Linked DNA regions of Mus musculus: regions 1, 2 and 3 are each linked to region 4. Evidence: chromatin contacts called from public HiChIP or PLAC-seq and promoter capture Hi-C data. All regions are on one chromosome and are shown on one strand. Each heading gives the region's core, a stretch centred on a gene start, on an enhancer-like site or on the middle of the called end of the contact. The rest is flanking DNA. Distances are from core to core; before and after follow the strand shown. Region 1 has its middle 26 kb from the start of 1110028F18Rik. Region 2 holds the start of Cdh3 (cadherin 3). Region 3 holds the start of 1110028F18Rik (RIKEN cDNA 1110028F18 gene). Region 4 holds the start of Smpd3 (sphingomyelin phosphodiesterase 3, neutral).

What was found. Promoter capture Hi-C pulls out the DNA fragments that hold promoters and counts their contacts. HiChIP or PLAC-seq counts read pairs in DNA pulled down with a chosen protein or histone mark.
Region 1: a contact with region 4 is called in a FOXA1 HiChIP or PLAC-seq map of pancreatic cancer cells. The contact joins the enhancer-like site here to the promoter of Smpd3 in region 4. A contact is called at or near these places in 3 of 484 Hi-C or Micro-C datasets (embryonic stem cells and nephron progenitors), 4 of 115 datasets of contacts at active chromatin or transcription factors (embryonic stem cells, neural tube and pancreatic cancer cells) and 3 of 9 other capture datasets (adipose tissue, embryonic stem cells and pancreatic islet).
Region 2: a contact with region 4 is called in a promoter capture Hi-C map of embryonic stem cells, with 3 times the contacts expected there. The contact joins the promoter of Cdh3 here to the promoter of Smpd3 in region 4. A contact is called at or near these places in 2 of 39 promoter capture datasets (cranial neural crest and embryonic stem cells), 2 of 484 Hi-C or Micro-C datasets (the AML12 cell line and embryonic stem cells), 3 of 115 datasets of contacts at active chromatin or transcription factors (bone marrow-derived dendritic cells and embryonic stem cells) and 1 of 9 other capture datasets (adipose tissue).
Region 3: a FOXA1 HiChIP or PLAC-seq map of pancreatic cancer cells shows a contact between it and region 4. The contact joins the promoter of 1110028F18Rik here to the promoter of Smpd3 in region 4. A contact is called at or near these places in 1 of 39 promoter capture datasets (the SN4741 cell line), 1 of 115 datasets of contacts at active chromatin or transcription factors (pancreatic cancer cells) and 1 of 9 other capture datasets (adipose tissue).

Annotation. Positions count from the first base shown.
Region 1 is chr8:106,558,518-106,563,982 of GRCm38.p6, forward strand. No RefSeq gene overlaps it. Among named protein-coding and RNA genes, the nearest start is that of 1110028F18Rik, 26 kb to the right of the region's middle. Within about 2 kb of position 2,839, at least 137 of the 459 cell types and tissues checked have an H3K27ac peak or open chromatin away from gene starts, as enhancers often do. A contact at or near this core is called in pancreatic cancer cells, where this site is marked.
Region 2 is chr8:106,507,681-106,513,825 of GRCm38.p6, forward strand. Cdh3 (cadherin 3) reads left to right here and starts at 3,172. Exons shown (of 16, transcript NM_001037809.5): 1 at 3,172-3,326; 2 at 3,544-3,661. The coding sequence starts at 3,279.
Region 3 is chr8:106,584,611-106,590,412 of GRCm38.p6, forward strand. It overlaps 1110028F18Rik (RIKEN cDNA 1110028F18 gene), which reads left to right and starts at 2,533. Exons shown (of 3, transcript NR_045470.1): 1 at 2,533-2,807.
Region 4 is chr8:106,334,231-106,339,819 of GRCm38.p6, forward strand. It overlaps Smpd3 (sphingomyelin phosphodiesterase 3, neutral), which reads right to left and starts at 3,735. Exons shown (of 9, transcript NM_021491.4): 1 at 3,582-3,735. 4930506A18Rik (RIKEN cDNA 4930506A18 gene) reads left to right here. Exons shown (of 3, transcript NR_126091.1): 2 at 1-117; 3 at 842-1,524.

The DNA of each region.
Region 1 (5,465 bases), core at 1,589-4,088, 220 kb after region 4:
CCCCAGGTCTTCTGTAGGAATATCAACTGCTCTTAAACTGCTGGGCTCTCTTTCCAGATCCAGGAGTGGTTAAATCTTCAAAGCAGCTGTACTTCTAATCCATCCTGAACCTAGAAGCCCCAGCTGTCACCTGATGAGTAGAATGCTGGGGGTGGAGCCTGCAGTTGAGTTATAGACAGACCCCAGGTGATTGGGTTGTATGCTTAGGTTTGATATCAGGACAACTAATGTCACCTAATGAAATCTAAAGGGAACTTTGGGGCCAAGTGAGATGGCTCAGCAGTTGAAGGTGCCTGCCACCAGAGCTGACAGCCTGAGTGTGCCCACTGGGACCCACGTGGTAGATAACTCCCAGGTTGTCCTAGGAACTCCACGTGTGTGGTAGTGGCCTGCATACCCATGCATATGCACTTAACTGATAATATAATAATATTCAAGGGAATTATGTGGGTTTCTCACCTATTCTTGATCTCTGTACCTCAGACCAAGGCTGTTCCTGCTTTTTCTTTTGAGCCTCTGGTCCCCCTGCTGTTCTTGTTGATAAGCAGGGGGATCGGATGTCCTAGCCAGTCGCACCTGCTGCCCCTTATCTTTGACTCCCCTCTTGGAGGCTGAATGAAGCAGGGAAATCCTACCTGCAGCTGCACAAAACCAAACAGCCACTGTTCACTCGGCTTCCCTCCTGGGATTCGTGGAGGGTGCCAGGGGAGAAATGGCTTTTCACAGCCAAGCCTGGCCTCTGTGAATGAATCTAGGCAACTTTGACAATGGGGAAACGGTCACTGGCCTGAGCGTCTGGGAAGTACAGGCCTGGCGTCGGTGGTCAGGGTGTGTGCCATACTGATCGTTCTCCCGCTGTGAATATGCTTCCGGGCTGCAAGGTGAGACTTTGGATCTGTGGTCAGTAGGTTCCAGAGCAAGACACAAGGGGCTGGTAAGATGGCTCAGCAGGGGAAGGTGCTTGCTGATCTGGGACTCAGAGAACTGACGTCCTAAAGTTGTTCCCAGACCCACACACAAATGAACATACAAACTTTTAAAAAAAAAAAAAGGGTGTTTTGGTTTTTCTTTTTAAGATTTATTTCATGTATGAGTACACTATAGATAGCTGTCTTCAGACACACCAGAAGAGGGCATCAGATTCCATTACTTGAGGTTGCTGTGAATTGAACTCAGGACCTCTGGAAGTACAGGTAGTGCTCTTAACTGCTGAGCCGTCCCTCCAGCCCCGCAGTTTTTGTTGTTGGTGGTGGTGGTTTAGTTTGATTTTATTTGCTTTTTTTTTTTTTTAAAGAAAAAAATATATTTCAGAGTGTAAGTCACTATCTTTAAGTATTCCTGGTGAGTGATAATTGCACCCGCTTGCACACACATACACAACTAATGGGATGGCATGCTAACAAGGACTGCCTGGGTATCTGGCTGATCTTTTTGTAGTTTATCAGCTGTGTGTGCCCTCCAACGTTTACCCGGTGTGTTGCAATCATGTTTTGTGTCACGTTTGCACAATAGTGTGGGGGCCCCTCCGTTGTCTCCATCAATCCCAATTTGGTATTGCTCTGCCCCCGCCACCATCTGTGAACATAAGTCCTAAGGGTTTGTTTTGTTTCTAACGTCAAACGGTCCAGGGCATCTGCTTTGTGGAGGCTTCAAAGCTGCCTCCAGGTCAGCTGATACTGATTGAGATCAGGGCTCTCTGGAGTCGAAGGCTCAACCTGGAATGGCTAGTTGGTACTGAGAATGCCTGTCAGATCTTCTCAAATCTGTCCCCAGGCTTCTAAAAAGCCCAAAAGAAAAGAAAAAGTGACTCTCTAAGGATGCCTGAACCAAAGATCCCAAAGTGAGAGTTCAAAGCCAGCCTCCAGCTTCCTGGTGAACCGGTTTCAAAACAACAGCAAAACAAACCCACACCCAGCCCCCTTGAGCTTTCTTTTGAGAAAGATCTCTGGATTCCCTGAGTCCTATCTCCTCAGCCCCCTCCTCCCACACTCTCCTTACAAACACCCCTCACCCCAAGTGAGGTCATCCATCCTAGTAGCAGGCCTTTTGACTTTGTGGCTGACCTAAGCAGTCTTTCCTGGGGTTTTCCCCTCCATTAAGGTGTAGGTAACTCTGCATACCCAGTCATTGTGTGGCCTGAAGAAGGGGTTTAAGAATATGGCCAGAAGTCCAGTCAGGGCAGGGACTGTCTGAGAGGTCAGCTAGGTGACAGGCCACCACTGACAGTTGGAGCAGCCCCCTCACCAGCGTTCCATCCTTTATGTGTCTAGTTTGACTCACTGGGGAACTCCGTGGATCACCTGCTCACAAAGAAGGCAGAGCCTTCCTTCCCACCTTCAGCTTTCTTTTTTGCTTTGTTTTGTTTGAGACGGGGAGGGGATTCTCTGTGTAGCCCTGGCTGTATTAGAGCTCACTCTGTAGACCAGGTTGGCCTCGAACTCAGAGACATCTACTTGCTTCTGCCTCCCCAGTGCAAGATTAAAGGTGTAAGCTGCCACTGTTGGTCAGAGACCAAATTCAGATCCTGCCCTTCTGAATGAGGCCTTGGGCAAATTGCTTCCGCTCTCTGAAGGATGCCTAGCACGGGAGGGCTGTTTAAGATGACCGTTGGCCCTACTGATGTAGGAGGTTGATGGGAGTGACGGCATCCCATACACATCCGTATACAGGGATCCTCCGCGGAAGGTGAGCTTCCATGGGAAGACTGCCCAAAGGAACGGAACGTCCCCTTCCTTCCCAGCAGAGGGCGCCATTCTCCCAAACCACAGCTGGGGCTGGCCTTTGCAGCCTGGCTTGGCAGGGTGGGGCCACAGGAAGGGAGGGCACATGCCACAGGGCCACTGGCTGTGGCATACCTTACATGGAAGTCTGCCTGCGAAGACAGCTCCGCCTGCACAGAACACATGCTCGGTAAATACTTGTTGAGTCAGTGGATGAAAAAGCTCTCTTGATGATGGGGATGGTGTCTGAACGGACGCTGCTTGATGAGCCACGACCCTTACCAAAGAGCTGCTTATGGTCTGGTCTCTCAACGAGCTTTTTATGTCTTCCTTTTAAAAAGGAATTGAGAGCCAGAGCGACGGCTCAGTGGTTAAGAGCACGTATTGCTCTTGCAAGAGGCCCCAAATTCAATTCCCAGCATGGTGACTCACAAGCATAACTCCAGTTCCAAGGGATTCAAAGCTCTCTTCTGACTTACATGGGCACCCGGTGTGCACACAGTGCACAAACATACATGCTGGCAAAACATCTGTACACGTACAATAATAAAATGAGTAAGTTTAGAACAAAGTCAAGAAAAGGAAATGGAGAGAGTTAGGAGAAGTGCTGGGCTGGGTGTGGTGGCACACCAGGGTGCGTACCTGTAATCTCAGCATTTAAGAGGAAGGCTGAAAGGAATTGAGAGTTCCAGATCAGCCTGATCTACACAGGTAGATACCTGGAGAGACAGAGTGACAAGGATGGGCCTTTATGTTTTCTTTGAGGACACCTGAGGTGTCCCAGGCTGTTCCAATCTGAACTCTCTATGTAGCTTCACCCGCTGTTCTCCTGTTTCTGCCTCCCAAATGCTAACCTAACAGGAATATACCACCACGCCTAGTTTATGAAGTGTGTAATTGAACGTAATCCTTCATGAGTGGCAAGCAAGCATTCTACCAACCGAGGTATCTCCGTCCGAAGACCTCTTTTTATCCTGAGATTCAAACCTCTGCCAGACACGACAGTAAATGCACTTAATGCTGACATCCAGGGGGCAGAGACAGGCAGAACTCTCTGAGTTCTAGACCAGCCTGGGCTACATAGCCAGTTCCAGGACAGCCAGAACTACATAGAGAGACTCTGTCTCAAAAAAACCCAACCAACCAGCCAAACAAGCAAACAAACAAAGGTTGGTGGTTACTAAAGAACAGCATCCAACTGAGGTGCCTCCTGGACTACACTCCAAGGTAGAACACTTGACCAATATCACAAGGTCACACCTTACCCTGCCAGAAGTTACAGCTGGAGCCAAAGTGCAGGCACACGGGACAAAAATATCCTTCAGATGTTATTCAGGTCCTGCATGAAGGCAGGGCTGCCCACGTGACCGTGGTTCTCTATTTCTTTTTTTTTTTTTTTTCTTTTTTGGTTTTTTGAGACAGGGTTTCTCTGTGTAGCCCTGGCTGTCCTGGAATTCACTCTGTAGACCAGGCTGGCCTTGAAGTCAGATATCCACCTGCCTCTGCCTTCCAAGTGCTGGGATTAAAGGCACCATTATTCATATATATATATATATATATATATATATATATATATATTTTTTTTTTTTTTTTGGTTTTTCAAGATATATCTATTTCTTATGTCAGTCCTTCCAGCCTCTTCTGAGGCCCCTTTGCGTGTAGTGGGCATTATTCCAGGGTCTTTATATTCATTTACATAATAACTACTTTTTAAAAAAATTTCATGTATGTGGGTACACTGTCGCTGTCTTCAGATGCACCAGAAGAGGGCATTAGATCCCATTACAGATGGTTTCGAGCCACCATGTGGTTGCTGGGAATTGAACTCAGGACCTCTGCAAGAACCGTCAGTGCTCTTAACCTCTGAGCCATCTCTCGAGCCCACATAATATCTACTTATTGACCAAATTGTTCTATGCCAGGTACCATTGTTGGTGATGAAAAAAATGAAATTCAGCAAGCAGCTAAAAATCCAAACTGACATGTCAGGGACTCTGTTTTTTTTTTTTTAAAGATTGATTGATTGATTGATTGATTGATTATATGTAAGTACACTGTAGCTGTCTTCAGACACTCCAGAAGAGGGCGTCAGATCTCTTTACGGATGGTTTTGAGCCACCATGTGGTTGCTGGGATTTGAACTCCAGACCTTTGGAAGAGCAGTCAGTGTTCTTACCCGCTGAGCCATCTCACCAGCCCGGACTCTGGTTTTAAAATGTGTAGAGTCTTGGTGCAGTGGCATAGACCTCTAATCCTGGTGCTTGGGTGGTGGAAGGAGGAGGATCAAGTGTTCGAGGCCAGCCTTGCCTATATACTATAGAGAGTATGTGGCTAGCCTGGGCTGCATGAGAAACTGTCTCATAAAAGCTAAATGTGTGGGGCTTACTAAGGAGAAGAGAGAGCTGAGGTAGGGCCAAGAGGAAAGAAACTGGAGTGAGGACTCAGTTCTCGTAGTCAGAGAAGGCATAGCTGAGAAGTGTCTGAGCACAGACTTAGGGAGTGAGCTCACAAGTGTGTGTCTCACTGAGAGGAACAGAAAGTGAAAGCTATATGCAGAAGGGGCTGGCAGGGCTCAGTAGGCAGGCCAGAATGTCTGGAGCAGAAGAGCTGGAGTGGAAGCAAGTGAAGAAAGGGATGGGATGGAGGGCGCCCAATGGCTGGGCATCTTTCCCTGGGTCTGGGCTCAGTGCTGAGTGAAGGGCCAGGCCCAGCCCTGGAAACCCTGGGAAAAGTCCTGACTCAGCT
Region 2 (6,145 bases), core at 1,922-4,421, 170 kb after region 4:
CTCAAGACTGAGATTCATTTAGTTAAATGAATGAATTGATGAATGACCAGCTGGAGAAGCTGCGCAGAAGGCAGCGTCGTGGTCCAGGCTCGCCCGAAGAGCTGAGTATCGTTTTCTCCGCTCTGCTCGCGGCCCCCCGCCGGAATGCAGAGTGCCCTGGAAGGAGGCGGAAATGAGCGCGCTCCACAGCTCTCCAGCCGAGTGTTTACTTAATTAGGGCCTGTATCCTGAGGCTCGTTTGTGTTTAACTGTCTGCCTAATGGTTTCGTCTGGCTCCGGGCCGGCGCTGGGGGAACTTTGGGGGTGAGGATAGGTCGAGCCACCCTGTCCCCTCTAGGTTAGAGCATTGAGCAGCTCCAGCGGGCAGCTAGGATTTGGCAAGCGTCCCCAGCAGGAGAGCTGGACCACTAAGCTGCCTTGGGCTTTTTCTGCAAGTTGCCACCTCCTCCCACAGTGCTAGGACTGCGCGGATCACTGAAGACTCCAGAGATGGCAGATGCCGGCTGCCCGCAGCGGCGAAATTGAAGGATTCTGACACTGCTCATTCTCTTAGTTGTGGAACTGGGAGCGCTAGCCAGTTCCCTAGCTGGCGAGGCAGAGAAAACTAAATGAGCCGCATCCTAGAGTCCTAATACCGACACCACTGGGCTCTTGCTCAGTGCCAGCTACTGAGTTCAGCGTTTTTAACACGTTCATCTGTTTAATCCTCAAGTACACATCTTCGTTTAATTCTAATACAGCCGAGCTCCTCTTCCTACCCCCCCCCTCTGTGTGTGTGTGTGTGTGTGTAAGAGAGAGGGAGAGGGAGAGATGTGTGTTCATGAGTATGAGTAGGGGCCACGTGCATTGGCCAGAGGACAGTCTCTGAGACAATACTATCTTTCACCTTGTTTGAGATTGGGTCTCTTTGTTTGACACTGTATGAACCAGGCTGGCTGGCCTGCTGGCTTCCTTCTGCCCTCCCCCCATCTCTTCATAGGAGATCCTTACAGATGGGCTACTGCCATCCACATTCCGTGGAATCTGGGGACTTGAACTTGGGACTTACCAAAGCACATTATCCACTGAGCCTTCTCCTTTAGTCTAGTCCTTTTTTTTTGAAACAAAGACTCACTATGTAGTGTAGGCTGTCTTTGAACTTGCAGTAATCATCTTGCCTCCACACCCCGAGCAGGGATTAAAGGCACACCCCTCTCCTGGCTCTAGTACAGTACTTTCAGAGGGTAGGTATCAAAATAATCCCAGTGACAGCTGAATAGCCTCAGTAAGAGGTGGGACCCGAGTCTAAATCCCACACAGTAAATCGAGTAGAGCCAATGCTTGCCTGATTACATCATAAGTTCTACTGCTCAGCCAGAGACTTGGGTAGAAAGGACAGGTAGGTACAGGTTAATACTTGAAGGCAAACAAAACAAAACAAACATAAACTTCTAAAGCTGAGCTAGCTGGAGAAAAAGCATCATCCTGGGATTCTCTGGAGAGCAATGCAAGATGAGGCGCACTCGGAGAATGGGGGTGGGGGGATACGTTGGTTCAGAAGGCTTGTCTCATCCAGGGCTGAGGCTGCAGCTCAGCAGTGGAGCACTTACTTGCCTGGCAGGTGTGCAAGGTCATGCGTTCAATCTCCAGCATTGCAGAGAGGAGGGGCAGGGGATGGGGGAGAGATGCCTTTACAGGGAAAGGGCACGGGGAATGGGGCCGTTGGAACCTGTGCATGGGGTGGCAAGTCTTAGTACTAGGTACAAGGTCTTAGTACTAGGAAGGTAGAGGCAGGAGAATCGGAAGTTCAAGGCCATCCCAGGTGCATAGTTTCAGGCCAGCCTGAGACACATTACACTTTTTTTAAAAAGTCATCATTGTTAAGCTGGTCATTGTGGGTCATTGTCTTTTATTCCAGCAGTTAGGAGCCAGAGACAGAAGGTTTGAATGAATTCAAGGCCAGCCTGAGACTACAATGTGAGAGTCTGCCTCAAAACAAAAGAAAAAAAAAAAAAAACCACACAAACAAGCAAACACAAAAAACGGACAAAGGAGATGGTTTAGCAGGTAAAGCACACTGGAGAAATGGCTCAGAGGTTAAGAACACTGGCTGCTCTTGCAGAGGTCCTGAGTTCAATTCCCAGCAACCACATGGTGGCTCACAACCATCTGTAATGGGATCTGATGCCCTCTTCTGGTGTGTCTGAAGACAGCGACAGTGTACTCACATAAAATAAATAAATACATAAATAAGTGTTAAAAAAAAAAGTTTGGGCCCAGCAGGTAATGCACAATCCTAACGACCTGAGTTCAATCCCAGAATCCATTTAAAGGAGGAAGGCGAGAACCAACTCCACAAAGTCGTCCTCTGACCTTCACATGTGTGCGATGGGCCATTCATACATGACAATAATAAATAACGCAAAAATCTCCATTGTTTGCATTTAACATAAAATTAAGGAAACAATTATATTTGGAGAAAGAAAACATTTATATTGGGGGTGCCAGAAATAATGGGGCTGATAACAAATAGCTTGTGCCCTACCTCAAGCCCTTTGAAGTTACTATGGCTTCCAAACTCTGGGACTTTCTGTACTAGCTGCCTTCCATTTGTCCAGCTGCAAACGGAAGTTACTATTCTCTCACACGTGTATCAGATCGCGTAGCGCGGTCCTTTGAGACCTCGATGCCACTTTTAAAACCCGGGAGCGCTCCCCCGCCCCCGCCCCTGCCCCTCCCCGGCCTAGTGTGGGAGGTAGAGAAAGTGGCAGAGGGCAGACCCCTCTGTAGCGGGTGTAAAGACACGCCCTGCCTTCATCAAAGCTTTGAACACAGCGCCTCCGGTAGCATGAATGGGGAGCCTCTGTTTTTTTGTCGGGTTTCAGATGCGTCTCCACTTTTTTTCCGTTGTAGCTGCCAGCAATGGAATATTTGTCTTCCCGTGCTGCAGAGGCTGAGGTGGAGTGGATTGGGGGGTTTTGTTTTGTTAGATTATTTTCCATCGAAGCCAGAGACTGCGAGAGCCACGGGGTACCTTTCAGAAGTAGTTCCAGAAGAGCAGGGAGGCCGGTGGAGGGCACCAGGGAGGACCTTTAGGGCTTCGAGAGTGCCTTCGGCAGGCTGGCCTCGACCCCACCTGCGAGGGGGCGGGACCTTGTGACGTTGGACCAATCAGCAGCTACCTGAGCGCACCTGGCCTCCTCCCGCGGGCTCCAGCGAGCCGCGGTGCTCAAAGCTGCACCCGGAGCTTAGCAGAGCGCGCCCCACCGTCGCGGCAGCCTTCTCACCTCCCTTCAGTTATGGAGCTTCTTAGTGGGCCTCACGCCTTCCTGCTCCTCCTGCTCCAGGTACCACAGTGCTTTGCCATGGTCCTGACCCGGATTGTTCCCTGGAGGGCGGGTGGGGTTCTCACGCTGCGGGCGTCGGGGGAATCTTAGGGCTGTGCTCCTTGGGGCCAAGGTTGTCCCGGAGGGCCCCCCCCCCAGGACTCCCAAGAATGGGTGTACAGAACCAGGCATGCCTGTGACTCAGCCTCCTCTTTAACCCTTCTACCCTCACACTCAGGTTTGCTGGCTACGCAGCGTGGTCTCCGAGCCCTACCGAGCGGGCTTCATCGGGGAGGCTGGAGTGACCTTGGAGGTGGAAGGAACTGACCTGGAGCCGAGCCAAGTTCTGGGGAAAGGTAAGACCCCTCCCGGAGCCAGCCTGGATGGAGCCACAGTGCGGAAGACCACACGTGCTTCGCTTTACTGTGGCGCATCGGAAGGTTGTCTAGAGCAGAGCTGGGACGTCTTGGAGCCACCCCACATCCTCGGGAGGCGTAGAAAGTGGCTCCCGGGCTGGGCTGGGCGCGAGAAGGCTGAGCAACGGTGCGCCTACTAACGTCCAGCTCTTCTGTGCCTCGCTGCTACTGTTGTTGCTTATCTTGACCTCTCGGTGCCTCGCGGCTGAGCCCCTCACCCAGCCCCGACGTGGAAAACTCTCCCGCCCCGCCACAGTAGAGGAATGCGCAGTGCACATTCCTCCCGCAACCCCCGCGCAGGTGTGGAGATGAACCGTGCCCTGAGCAGCCCCCTTCGCCCCTTCTCTGGCCCCCTTTGTGAACCGTGCTTTGTGTCTCCGACAGACAGACCCGGTCTGTTTCTCTTCTCCAGGCTGCCCTCCCCGCCCCCCTTCTTCCCGGGCAGCTGGAATGCACTCTTAACCCTGCCATTCCCGGAGGGCCTGCGCCCCTGCAGCCTGCCTGCGAATGGCCTGGCACACCTGGGCGGAGGGCATCACGCACCGGGAACACTAGGTCCCTCACTCCAAGCGTCTTGGTACTAGGATGTTAATTACTTGAGTCGCGGGGGAAGGGGGGAAGGCAGTCTGTGTCCCAAGCCGACCAGTGAGTGAGCGAGCGAGCGATCAAAGCACATTTTGATCTTTCTGTTGCGATTTTCTCCACTCAAGTTCAAAAACTTAAAAGTGGAGGGTCATTTCGGTACTGAGAACCACCAGTGTGTCATGAGACTCGGGCATCTATCAGCTGGTTAGCGGGCTCTTTGACTACAGAGGACAGTGGGATTTTTCTCGGGAGTTTAAACCCAAGTTGTTAAACTCGGATCCTTAAGTAAAGTTCCAGAGAACGTGGGAAGGGAATCTCTAGTTTCTGCTGACTTCCAAAAAGCATCTGCCACCTAGCATTTTCTAGTGCTTCTCACTCCAGGTCCACACGTCCACAGCTTGAATATGGGGGTGTCCACGCTGAGAAGCAGAATGACTTTCCTTTGTTTCTCCAAAAGAAAAGTGAGACCCTTGTGTCTGTAGAACGCCTTTTTTAAAAAAAAAATTTTTTTTTTCCTCAAATAACTCTGCAGATTGACAAAACAATTAACACCCAGGCTAGGCTAGGTTCCTTAAAGGCTTGGCTGTAGGGAGCCGGAGCCTAGGCAGTAAGAGGCCATGCCTCATAAACTTTAAATTCTTGCACATGGGTTTATTACTGGCGGGCTAACAAACTGCAACTGAGCCAACCTGTAAAAATGTTAACTTGGCCAGGGCCCCAAATCCAATTCTGGCTCCCTGAGGAAGCTCTATGGCTGACCAGATCTCTGCCAAATCCACCTCCCCCCACCCCACGCCCCCACCCCAGCCCTCACCCCCACCTCCACATCCTCTGCTGTATTCAGAGAGCAGGTATAGCTTTGAGTTGTGTCTTATCTTCCTTACTGAAGCAAAAAGTATCAGATTAGCCGCCACTTTCCTTGGCTTGAGGTTGCTGATCAGGGTTTTGATTACATGGTTGAGTTGGCCTGAGCTTCCTGGTGACATCACCAATTTTAAAACTTTTTTTTTTCCTGAGGAAATTCTGCTTTCTCTGATGTCTGGTTTATGATTGTGAAAATGGTAGGCTTGTACCAAGAATGTACCTGGTTAATAAAACAGAGTAGACTAATGTGCTTGGCACATCGTGATTTTCCCGACAAACACTACTGACTCTCGGGACAGACTTCCCTGGAAATGGGAAATCACTTTGGTCTTGAGTGAAAGCAAGTTTCCGGCCCACTTAGTGCTAGTAAGTTGAGACTTTGCAAACTAGATGGTGTGCTTATAGTCCCAGCTGCTTCAGAGACGAGACAGGATCTCTTGGTCCCAGGAATTTAGCCCAACATAGAGACTATAGCAAAATCCTAGCTCCTTTTTAAAAAATTACTTAGTTTGCTGTGGTGGTGATGCACACCTTTAATCCCATCAGAAGTCATAGGCAGATGCTCTCCCAGGCCAGCCAGGGCAACATAGTGAGACCCTTTATCAAAAAACCAAAACGAACCAAAAACACCCAATAAGAATATTTATTATTTGTGGCCAGAGTGCATTCAGAAGTCTATTTTTCTTCCCTCTGTGGCTTCCTGATATTGAACTCAAGTTTTCAGGCTTGCTCAGCAAACACTTTCATCCACTAGCCCAAGTGTGTATGAGACAGAGAGGAGACAGAGAGAGAGAGAGAGAGAGAGAGAGAGAATGTGTTTGCATGTATGTATGTGCACCACGTGTGCCTGCAGAGGCAGAAAAGTTCTCTGGTACTGAAGGTATAGAGATTGAGAGCCTCCTGATATGAGTGCTGGAAACTGAACCCAGGTCCTCTGCAAGAGCAACTAGTACTCTTAACCACTGAGCCAGCCCA
Region 3 (5,802 bases), core at 1,283-3,782, 250 kb after region 4:
TTTCTCTGTATAGCCCTAGCTGTCCTGGAACTCACTTTGGAAACCAGGCTGGCCTCGAACTCAGAAATCCGCCTGCCTCTGCCTCCCAAGTGCTGGGACTAAAGGCGTGTGCCACCACCGCCCGGCTCTTCTTTCCTTTTTAAATATAAAGGCACATTTTAAATCCCAGCACTAAGGAGGCAGAAATAGGTGGATCTCTGAGAGTTCGAGGCTAACTTGGTCTACATAACAAGTTCCAGGCAGTCAGGGCTATATATTGAGACCCTATCTCAAACAAAACCAAAACAACAAAACCAAAAAGGTGTGTGTGTGTGTGTGTGTGTGTGTGTGTGTGTGTGTTGTGTTTGCCATGTGAGAGCAGGCACCTGTTGAGGCCAGAAGAGGATGTCTGATCCCTTAGATCTGGAGTCTCAGATGGTTTGAGCTGACTCGTGTAGGTGCTGGGAACTGAACTTTTGCTCTTAGTATGTGCAGGCGGCACTCTTAGTCACTGAGCCATCTCAACAGTCGCTCGCCCTGGATTCTAAGTCCCTAGTTTCCTTGTCTGTTAGCTCTAGCAGACCAAAGCTCCTCACAGACAGAAACGGCCCTTCCTTGTTAGCTCTGTGCTTCCTGCAGACTGGTGGCTCAGTGAATGTTTACTGACAGACGGACGGGCTGACTGAACAAATGATCTCATTGAACAATACGGGCCTCTTCCCCTTGAGTCTGGACCCTGGAACTTTCCCAGACTGCCTTGGACACCTTGTTCTTTGCCCTTATTTTATGGCTCTGGTTTCTTAACCCTGACAGGAAGTTTCTGCCACCTGCTTTAGTCTGCCTCCAACCGGGCCAGCTCCACCTTGCCTCCTATAAAATGTGGAAAAACTAAATCCCAGCCCTTCTACCAACACAGGCTTAAGTGGCACTCATGTGTACACGCACACTCAAGTGCAGAAGGTCACTCAATGCTTACTGAGTCTGAGATGACTGACTTACGGAGGTTTATATGGGGTTGTCCAAGTTTTAGCATGTAAAGTCCTTTGTCTTGGGAACCCTTCATCTCTGGCAAATGGAGACAGTTGGTCACCCTAGCACTAAGGGTCATTCTATGTAGATAATGTTATTGCCCTTTTTTCTGTTGCTGGTATTTAGCACAGTGCCTGGTCCACTATATCTTACCCCAGTTTGCCTACTACTGGCCATGGATAATCTTACCACCTCTCAGTTTCCCTAAGAGGAAAGAGGAACCGCTGCTTCCCATGCAGACTTCCCTAATACGAGTAGAACAGTTTGCAACCCGGTGCCTGCCTTGGCCTCTCAAGTGCCTGGCTTGCAATTTTTAATCATCATGCATTATTCAGAACATTTATATTTTGTTCTGTAACTGTAACTATTCCTCCAGTGCTTAGTCTGGAGATTGAGCTGAAAATTGAAAATCAATGGACAGGACCCATAAATTTCACTCAGTTGAGAACTAACTCCAAGGCTCCTATGGGAAGAAATGGCAACCAGAATACTATATAGCCTCCAATGCCAAGAAGTCCAAAATTATCTGCTTGGCAGTGCCACCCATAATCCTAGCTACTGGGAAGACTGAAGCAGGAGGATCACCAATTGGGCTATGGAGCAAGGTCAAAGCCGTATTGAAAATTTAATGAGACTCTATTTCAAAATAATAAGAGAACAAAGCTGCCAGGTTGGTGGTGGTGTATGCTTTTAATCCCAGCACTTGGGCGGCTGAGATGGGTGGACCTCTGAGTTCAAGGCCAGCCTGGTCTACAGAGCAAGTTCCAGCACAGCCAGGGCTACACAGAGAGACCCTGTCTCAACTCCCCTGCCCCCCACCCCCAACCAAAAAAAAAAAAAAAAGGCTGGGAGCTCCAGGGGTGATGCTCAGCTGGCAGAGCTCTTCTGAAGCAAGGACAAAGTCTTGCGGTCCATCCCATAGACAGAATATCCAGGGTACTTGTGGTAGCTCCCCAGAATTAGGGAGTTGGGAATAAAAGAATGAGAAGTTCAGGATCATCCCCCGAGTGCCAGATCAGCCTGGAGTATGAGACCTTAACATGGAAACATGATGGTTCTTTGGAAAGTTGGTTGGATAGTTTTGCTGGGGCAAACATTCGAGTTTGAAGGAACATTTCATTAAAGTGGACCCAGGTGTGAAAGGCTAAGGCGGACTGAAGCAGACACAGGAGAGAGGATGTTCTGCTAAAGCAAGCATGTGAAAGGGCACGTGATGAAGGACTTTTCTTTTTTTTTTTTTTTTTTTTTTTTTTGCTAACATGTATTGGTCTGCCTCCCATTGCATGCTTTGAGCTGCATTTGTTGGGACACCAGAGAGAAATGCACCAAAAAGCTTCTGAGGGTGTGCTGCAGTTTGTTGCTGCTTCCAAGGACTTGGGCTGATTGGATGCGCATGCTGAGGCAAGACCCGTCTGAGGCAAGATATGTGGAGGACACGTGATGTTTGAAGGAGTCAAGGGATAGTAACAGAGGCTGCGCTTGGCTTGCTTATAGAGCTAGCTGTGCAACGCTTATGGGTGTGGCGGCTTTGCTGATGTTCGTTTCCCTGAGAGAGGCATAGCTGAGAACTTCTCCTGGCATTCCTCCTAATCCCTCCGGCTGACTGGAGCCCAGGCTGAAGCCTGGCTGGCTCTGCTAGGTCTTGTCACCACTGTTACTAATCCAACTCTACTGAACTGGACTGCTGGTGTATCCATGAAATGCTTGTGAGTGAGTAGAGCTTCGGCTGCCTGGTAACCTGTGACCTGAACTGATTTCCAGAGAACCTTCCTAAACAGGTCTACTCTCCCCTGACCCCTGTATCCTTTCTTTTTCATTACCTCTGGTGGCTGGTGAGCTAAAAGGGAGGTTAAAGCATCATTAAAAATAGGATTTAAAGAATTAAAGTTACAAGACCTTATCTCAAAAAAAAAAAAAAAAAAAACAAACCAACAACAACAACAACAACAACAACAACAAAAAACTAAAGCAAAACCAGAAAGAGCAGGCATGGCCTGTTGTGGTGGCACATGCCAGTAGGATCTGCTGAAAGAGCAGGCATGGTGACACACACTGTTAATCCTAGCACTCTGGAGGCAGAAACAGGAGATCTCTGTGAGCCAGCCTGGTCTACATAGAGAGGCTTTCTCAAAAACAAACAATCTAACTAATAAATAAGTAGATTAATCAACTCAATTAAATGGGCTCAAACTTTCTAGGGTTAGAAGAAAACTGGGAACTTCTTCTAGGCTTGTTTGTTATCTTAGAGGGGAAACAGAGTTACTGAAGGAAAACCATTTTGCTTTCAGATCACACCAGCCAGTTCCCTACAATATGTTCTGGCTAGCTCCTGGGAATTGAAAAAAAAAAAAAAAGTGAGACACAAAGTTTCTTTCCTCCCTTGACGTTTTTTGAGGGAGGGTTTCATTGTGTAGTTCATGCTGGCTTGGAACTCCCTATGTTGGCCAGGCTGGTCTCCAATTTATAATCCTCCTGCCCCAGCCTCCTTAGGGCTGGAATTACAAGTGTGCATTATCATGCTGGCTTCAAAGTTCCTTATAGTAAGGAAAATTTACACACACACACATCCATGTACCCTGTGCGTGTGCGCATGTACACACACACCCACACACCACACATCACTTCTAGATATAGAATAATATATAGTCTAAGAAAACAATGTTTTAATTTAAAAAATAAAAGCAATTTGGGCACGTTAGCAAACATCTGTAATCCTACTATTTAGGAGATCGAGGCAGGAAAATCAGAAGTTCAGGGCTAGCCTCATCTACATGGTGAGTTTTAGACCAGCCTAGGCTACCTGGAATTCTAAATCAAACAAAGCAAAAGCAGAGTTGTTTGTCTCTAGACACTCCCCCAACACACACACACACACACACACACACACACACACACACACACACACACACACACACACAGTGAATTTCCAGCCCTTCCCTTGGTATCTGTGATTCTATCTAGCCAGGGTGAAACTGACTGTCAAGGAGCTATTTTCATTGGCTGGCAAACTTCAAGAGGGCTTGCCCTTTGGGAGGGGCTTTCTCTCTCCCCTAGGCTGGGTCTGATATTGGCCTGATTCCTCCACACACACACACCCCACTCTGAGAAGGGAGGCAGTCTCTCTCTCTCTCTCTCTTTTTTTTTTTTTTGTTTGTTTGTTTGTTTGCATGGAGGTGACACAGGTTGCTGCAGAGCTTTTGGCCTTAACAGCCGTTCTCAGTCCTGATCAGTCATCACTAAGACCAAAGTTATTTGTACAATGGGAGAGACCTACCACCCCTTATCAGGAGGTCTGACTGACTAACTCTCTAGGCTGGAGAGGGCCTGCTCTCTGTGGACTTGGCTCAGGAAAAGCCCTGGCCACTGAGTAATGTGCACTGTGGAAATGATAATAGTTAATGTTTACTTAACATTTCCTGTCTGCTGTGTTTACTTAGCTTACCGCACCTGGGGTGTTTTGTTTGTTTTCTGTTTTTTGTTTGTTTGTTTGTTTTTCTCTTTGAGACAGGGTCTCTCTCTCTACAGAGATTGGCTACCTTAGAATTCACTATTTAGTTGAGGTTGGCCTCAGACTTCCAGAAATCCACCCAGGCTCTTTCTCTGCCTCTTGAGGGCTGGGATTAAAGGCAAATGCCACCTCACCTGATCCTTAGAGCTACTCAACCACATAGCTGCTTAATTATTTTTCTTGGAAGGATGAAAGAACTGAGAGAGTCCAGAGAGAGGCCTATTTGTTTTGTTTTGTTTTGTTTTTTCAGTGCTAGGTTTGAACCCATGACCTTAGCCTTCGAGGAAAGCATGATACCATTGAGCTAAATCCTCAGTCTCTAGTGAGAGTTTAAATGGCTTGTTCAAAAGCTTGTGACTAAGAGGTGTGTGGTGTCAGATACATGCCTGTCATCCCAGCATTCAGCCGCCTGAGATAGGAGGACTGTGAATTTGAAGCCAATCTACATATAGCAAGACTCCATTTCAGAAAACAGAAAAATGGAGCAAGGGGACTGGAGGGTTGGCTCTGCAGTTAAGAGCACTTCCTGCTCTTGCAGGGGATGTGGGTTCAGTTCCCAGCACTCACATACCTGCTGACAACCTACATGGCACCAGCCACACCATGCACATATATACATGCAGGCAAAGTACTCAAACATATACAATAAAAATAAACGATCCTAGCCGGGCAGTGGTGGCACACTCCTTTAGTCCCAGCACTTGGGAGGCAGAGGCAGGCAGATCTCTGAGTTTGAGGCTAGCCTAGTCTACAGAGTGAGTTCCAGGACATCCAGGGCTATACAAAGAAACCCTGTCTCGATCCTTTAGAAACAAAGCAAACAGGGCTGGAGAGATGACTCAGCGGTTAAGAGCACTGACTGCTCTTCTGAAGGTCCTGAGTTCAAATCCCAGAAATCACATGGTGGCTCACAACCATTTCCGGGTCATCTATGACTACATAGTGGCTAGAGAGATGGCTTAACAATTGAGAGACCTGGCTATTCTTCTAGAGGTCCCCCCCATCCAATTTCCAGCTCTTAATGGTAGGTAACTCCAGTTTCAGGGGACCCTCACTCAGACATACATGCAGGCAAAACACTAATGCACATAAAATAAATAATTAATTAAAATGAAACAAATGAACACCCAAACAAACAAACAAACAAATAAAACATAACACCCAAACCACTAGTAGGGGCTGGAGCACAGAGACCTCAAAGCCTACCCTCACAGTGACAGTGACACACTTTCTCCAACAAGGCCATGCCTCCTCCAATAAGGCCACCTCCTAATAGTGCCACTCCT
Region 4 (5,589 bases), core at 2,485-4,984:
GCTGGAATTAAAGGCATGGGTCACCATTACCCAACTGGATTAAACATTCTTGATTAACCTTAAGTAAAAGCAATAACGTGTAACCATGAGGAAATGTTTCACAAGACAGAGATTCAGGTAAGAAAGATAAAATAATGTTATCGCCTTGGGTGATGCTAAACACTCTTCTCTGATAGGGATAATCAGGTGGTTCAATTTATGAGGTGATTTAGCTTTTCACTCGCCGATGCAGAACATAACACACTATATGCAGTCACCTTCTGAACAGGCGAGGAAGAAATTAAGTCCTATTTTTACTTTATGATACTGAGTCACATAGTTCGATGCAAATCACATGGATGCCAAAGTAAGAACAATGCCAGGTATTTAAATACCTCCTTCCCTCTGAGGAGCTCTCACAATTTTGTGACAGTGTGAGATCCTTTCAGAGCGACTCCAGAAGAGACACATGTCTCCAGGTGGGCACTTAGGACTGAGCATGTCTCTTCCATCTCCCCAACTCCAGTCCTTAGGAAGAGCCAGGCCTCAGGGACCTTTTTGTTTAGTAATTCCAGATGTCTGAAGGTTCTAAGCCACAATGTCAGGGAGGAAGATGAGGCTTGGTTCTGAAAATGTTGCTGACTGCTTTAATAACGAGGAAGAGGCAGAGATGAAAAGTGGAATGTGAGAGGAAGGGAAGAGTGAAGAAAGGTAAGGGAGAGAGCCTAGAAAGGTAACAGAACTTCCCTGAACTTGATCATCAGAGGCAGAGCTGGTAGAGTTATAGGGCTATTAGGAGTAATTGGTCACAACTGGAGACAATGTCCTAATAAATGTTTTTGCTGCCCTTTCTCAACTGTAGGCTTCAGACCCACTTTTCCATGCGACTGAAGACAGCAGCAGTTTTACTTCTCGGTGCCGTTTGAAAGAAGCCTAGACAAGAGCGGCATCTTGCAGAAGGAAGGTGTCTCAGTGGGAAAGTGCTTCCTTAATAGGCATCCCAGTCCTGTTTTCCATCCTCAGCACTATGAGACAAGCAACCAAACACAAAACAAGGACACCTACTCCAAAGGTAGACAGGAAATTCGCCCCAACAGAAAGGTGTGTGGTTCAACAATGTCCACAGCAGCTCCGAGCCTACAGGGGAGTAGTGGTTGTCAATTTGTGCTTTGGCTTGACTTCCTTCCAGCAGAGGTCACTGTGGATGCTGGCAGTGGACACTTTAGGGAAAAGGATCAGGTAGGCTTGGCTGACTGGAGTTTCCACTGCCTGGTTCTTTCACAGTCCATAATCTATCCCCTTAATTTATGTGAAGGAGATAATCTTGAAGCGACCTGAAAAAACTTTGTGGTAAAAGCGATGGTGGTAGGGAAACTTAGGTCAGTGGCTGGGACTAATAAGGCTGAGAGGGCTGCATTCATCTTCTAGGAATATTAAGACAGAGTCTCATTATATAGTTCAGGCTGACCTCTAACTCGTGGCAATCCTCCTGCCTCAACCTTTCAAGTGCGGGATTATAGGCTTGTGGCCACCATTACTGGCTTGTACCTGGTGTTTCTGAGTCTCCATTTGTGACCAATTACTGGTAATATCCCTGTAGCTCTACCAGCTCTGCTCATATACCCCTTCCAGCCTCTATTGACAGACTTCCCAAATCTTCCTTGGCAGCCAGTGGTTGTGATAAGGTAGGTTTTGGTCATTAGGGCAGCCCCCTACAGCATGATAAGGTGCTCCAGGGAATGAGGACTGATAAAGATTTCAGGGTCAGATTTGGGTGCCCAAAGGGCTAAAGAGGGTGTCACATTCTTGTGAAGTTTCACTGACTGGAATATAGCCAGTCCTTCAGGTTGGACCCGAGGCAGTTTAAAGCTGCCTTCATCCTGAAGTTGAACCTTAGGTCAGCAACTGTGACTTGAGAGTTAAAAGGATAACTGTCTTGCTACCTTCTACATCTAAGCTTGGTTCCTCTTCCTCCTCCTTCTTCCCACCCCTCCCCCAGCCATATGCATAGCCTCACCACAGCAAGGCACACGCGTGAATACTGGAGCATGGACAGACACATTCATCCAGTCACATTTTCACTCACGCTCTGCCCCACACACCACTATCAATAAAAATCACATCTAGCCACAAAACCAAATTTGTCCTAATATAGCTGATAGGGCATGAGGTTGAATGGGTTTAGTCAGCATGCTTCTTCAGATCCCCTCAACTGCAAGGTAGAGTCCCTGGTCATCCCTGTCCTCGTGGTCACAAGTCCTGCCTCTAGTAACCATCAATCCCATCGCATTCTTGGGGCAGGACTGGCAGTGGGGTTGGAAGGTGGGGACAGAGAAGAGTGTATGGCACAGGACCCAGCACAGCACAGCCACCTCCTCCCTCGGGATTTTCCATCCCGGCTCGCGCGGGCCCGCGAGGAGCGAGCGCGCTTTGTCTCTCTCGCTCTCTCTTCTCCTAGCACGTTTCCGTGGAAGCTACCCGTGCCGCGCCCGAAGCCCCCCTTCCTCAGCCGCGCCCCTCGCGCAGTCCAGCCCTGCACGCCTGCCAGTGCCGCCACCGCCGCTTTGTCCTCCCGTGGATGCCTGGGCAGAGCGCGAAAGCCGGGCACCTGAGAGCAACCCCTGCTCGCAGGGTACCAGATCTCGGCGTCCAGATCTGGAGCGCGCTCGGCATGCAGCGGAGCATCCCTCCAGGATCCGCGAACGCGGAGGAGCTGCGGGTTGCTGGAGAGGGAGACCACTGGGTCCTTTCCCTCAGGTGCCCATCTAGACTCTTAGCCGTGGTGCTGGAGCTCTAATTCCCGGGGTGTGGCGGAGCAAGAGAGATGATCTCCACTCTCTACTGCCTGGGACCTGGATCTAGGTGGAGAGGGCCTGGGAAATAAGATCCAGGTAGGGAGGGGTACCTCAGACTCTCACTTCTACCCACCTCCCACACCCAGGCTATTCAGACCTTAGGTGCGGCTCCATCACAGAAGACCCAAGCATCCATCAGTGCTTGGAGCAGGGTGGGGAGGAGTCCTGCAGCCCTTCACTTTCTCCATTCCCAAAAACAAATATCCCACAAAGAACCCAACTGTGAGCAAGTCATAAGGGGAGAGCCTGGATGTAAAGGAGGGCAAAGGGAAGGGTCTCCCTAACAACTCGAAACCTAGGAGAGTCTAAGAGGAGGGGAGGTGTCTCATCAGTCACATCCCAATCCCTGTTTGCAGCCTGTTTGCAGCCTCGAGCTGGGGTGTTGTAAGGAAGGGTCCCTCTATCTCCAAACCTCTCATCCCAGAACAGTCCCTCCATCCTCAACAACCCAAGCAGCCTTGACTTTAGGCGCAGGAAAAGGGAGACTCCAAGCCTTTTTCACGCTCTCCTACGAGAGACCAGAGAGGGTCTTCCAGCCCTTCATCCCTTACACTCAAGAAGCTCTTTCACCATACGACAAAACCCAGCCGAGGTTGCTCCGACCTCAGGCCCTGGGCCACGAAGAGGCCCGCAGTCAGTCCCTCCAGCTCCACGGACAGATGGTGTTAAGTGCGGCGAGGACACGTCCCATCAACTCCCCAGGCCCCCCTCTCCTCAATAAAACAAAAGCAAGTCCTTAGCACCCACCTCAGGTGGCGCACAGGAGGGCGCTCGGTGCGGGGCAGCGCACGCGGCGCCTCCCAGCTCCTCGCGACCGGGGCTTCCTAGAGACGGCTCTCGCGGCGGCGATGGTTACAGCGACCGCGGCTCTGGCATCCGGAGCCTCCCTCGGACTCAGCACCTGGAGCGGCGAACAGCTCCGCGCCTCATTCCGCTGACCCCGCCTCCCGCGAGCTGCTCTGGCCAATGGAGACGCAGGATCCGCCCAGGAGGTTGCCTATTGGGAGGTTCCGGTCCCTCCGTTGGGACCTCGCCCCCAGAGACCGCCCAAGTGTTTGCTCTGCCTGCTGGAACATGTAGTCTCTTAGGGCTGTGGAGTGGGCTCGTGCCGCGGGCTTGTAAACAAATGGACTACATTTCCCAGAGTGCATTGAGGAGCCCTAGGCGCGGAGGAGGGTGGGAGGACTGTTTCCATAGCAAACTCAGCCCCTTGGGGAATGGGGGATGGGGAAGTGGGGCAGGCCTTGGGACCCTTGCAAGACCACATGTGATCTGTGGTTAGCGTCTTGGAAGACGGATTCGGTTATCTTTTTCTCTCTGTTTCTACTTGAGGACCCTGGGCCTCAGTTTCCCTGTCTAGGAAGAAAGGTAACGAGACGGCCTCGCTGCAACACTCGGTGGAGCCAATCGAGAGCGAGACGCTTTGGTTCCTCCCCACCAGAGATAAAGGATACTGGAGGAGACCTTCACACCTCAATCTGAACTTTTATATTTTTTCCTTAATTCTGACACTGAAGGTTTGTTTGTTTTTTTTGTTTTGTTTTGTTTTTTTGTTTTTTTTTTTTTGTTTTTTTTCTTCTGGCCACATTCCTTGCGCCACTAGGACCTTTCCTTCTTGTCCCCACATTTTTGCAGTCTCTCCTTCAGTACTTTCTGGTAGAGTGAGCTGCTTCTGCCTAAAACCTTTCACAGGCTTCCTCGGGCCTCTGGGATCAAATCCACTTTTCACAGCAAAGCTGGAAAGTCCCTTGAGAATTGGACTCCACTCTCGTTTGCATCGTTCTGAACTTTGGAAACTGGCAAGCCTTGAGTACTGATTTTTCTCTCTTCCTCTGATCCCCTCCATCATGCCGTCCTCCAACTCCTCAACATCCTTTAAGCCCCAGTTTAAATGTTGCCTTGATGTGTGACGACTTCCTTGATGTTCTGCCGAGTGTTGCACATCTTCTGTGTCTGTCAGCCTCTACTTCCCCTATTTGATTTGCATGTTTACACACCCAGCTTCCTCATGAAACTAAACTTATAAAGCAGAGGCAAGTCCTGTATTATTCATATTTATAGTTCCGTGTCTACAACCTCTGACATACAGGAGGCACTCAACAAATGCTGAGATTTACCTATAGTTATTGAAAATGAACAGCGGTTTATCTGATTTCAGCATACACCTTCAAAAAATGTTTATTTTCTAAGGTGTTTCCCACTCCTAAAGATGTTCACTAGAAGGATGCTACTGGTTGAAAAAAAAAAGTTTAAATGCCATTCATACTTTTAGGATTGGTTGGGATTTTGTCTGAATGTCCCAGGGTCTTTCTACTACTGTGGTTCTAGAGAAATATATTTGTGCCTGCTATTCCTGTCAATTCCCCCACTAAATGTCACCAGTTCCTCTATTTTAGCTGTTGGCCCTACTTTCTATGTCTAAATGCCTGCCTCCCACTCCCTTTCTGGGAAGATCTTCTCTCACCTGTCAGTCATGAAATAAGATGCTGGCTGGCCTTTAAACCTTCTGCTCAGCATCATAGGACTCCACAGTGATTTCCTGCCTTGCTAGGTAGCATTTTTTCCTCCTGAATCCCCAGGAAAGATTCTGATACTGACTAGATGTCTCATTAATTCCATCCATAGTTTGTTTGTCATCGTCCTAGAAGTTTAGGGTGTATGAAAACACAACCATTCTGGAAAGAATGCCTTCATGTGCATAGTTGATTCACACTGGGAAAGGAAGTAACTGGAAAGACTACTATTCCAAACAGAG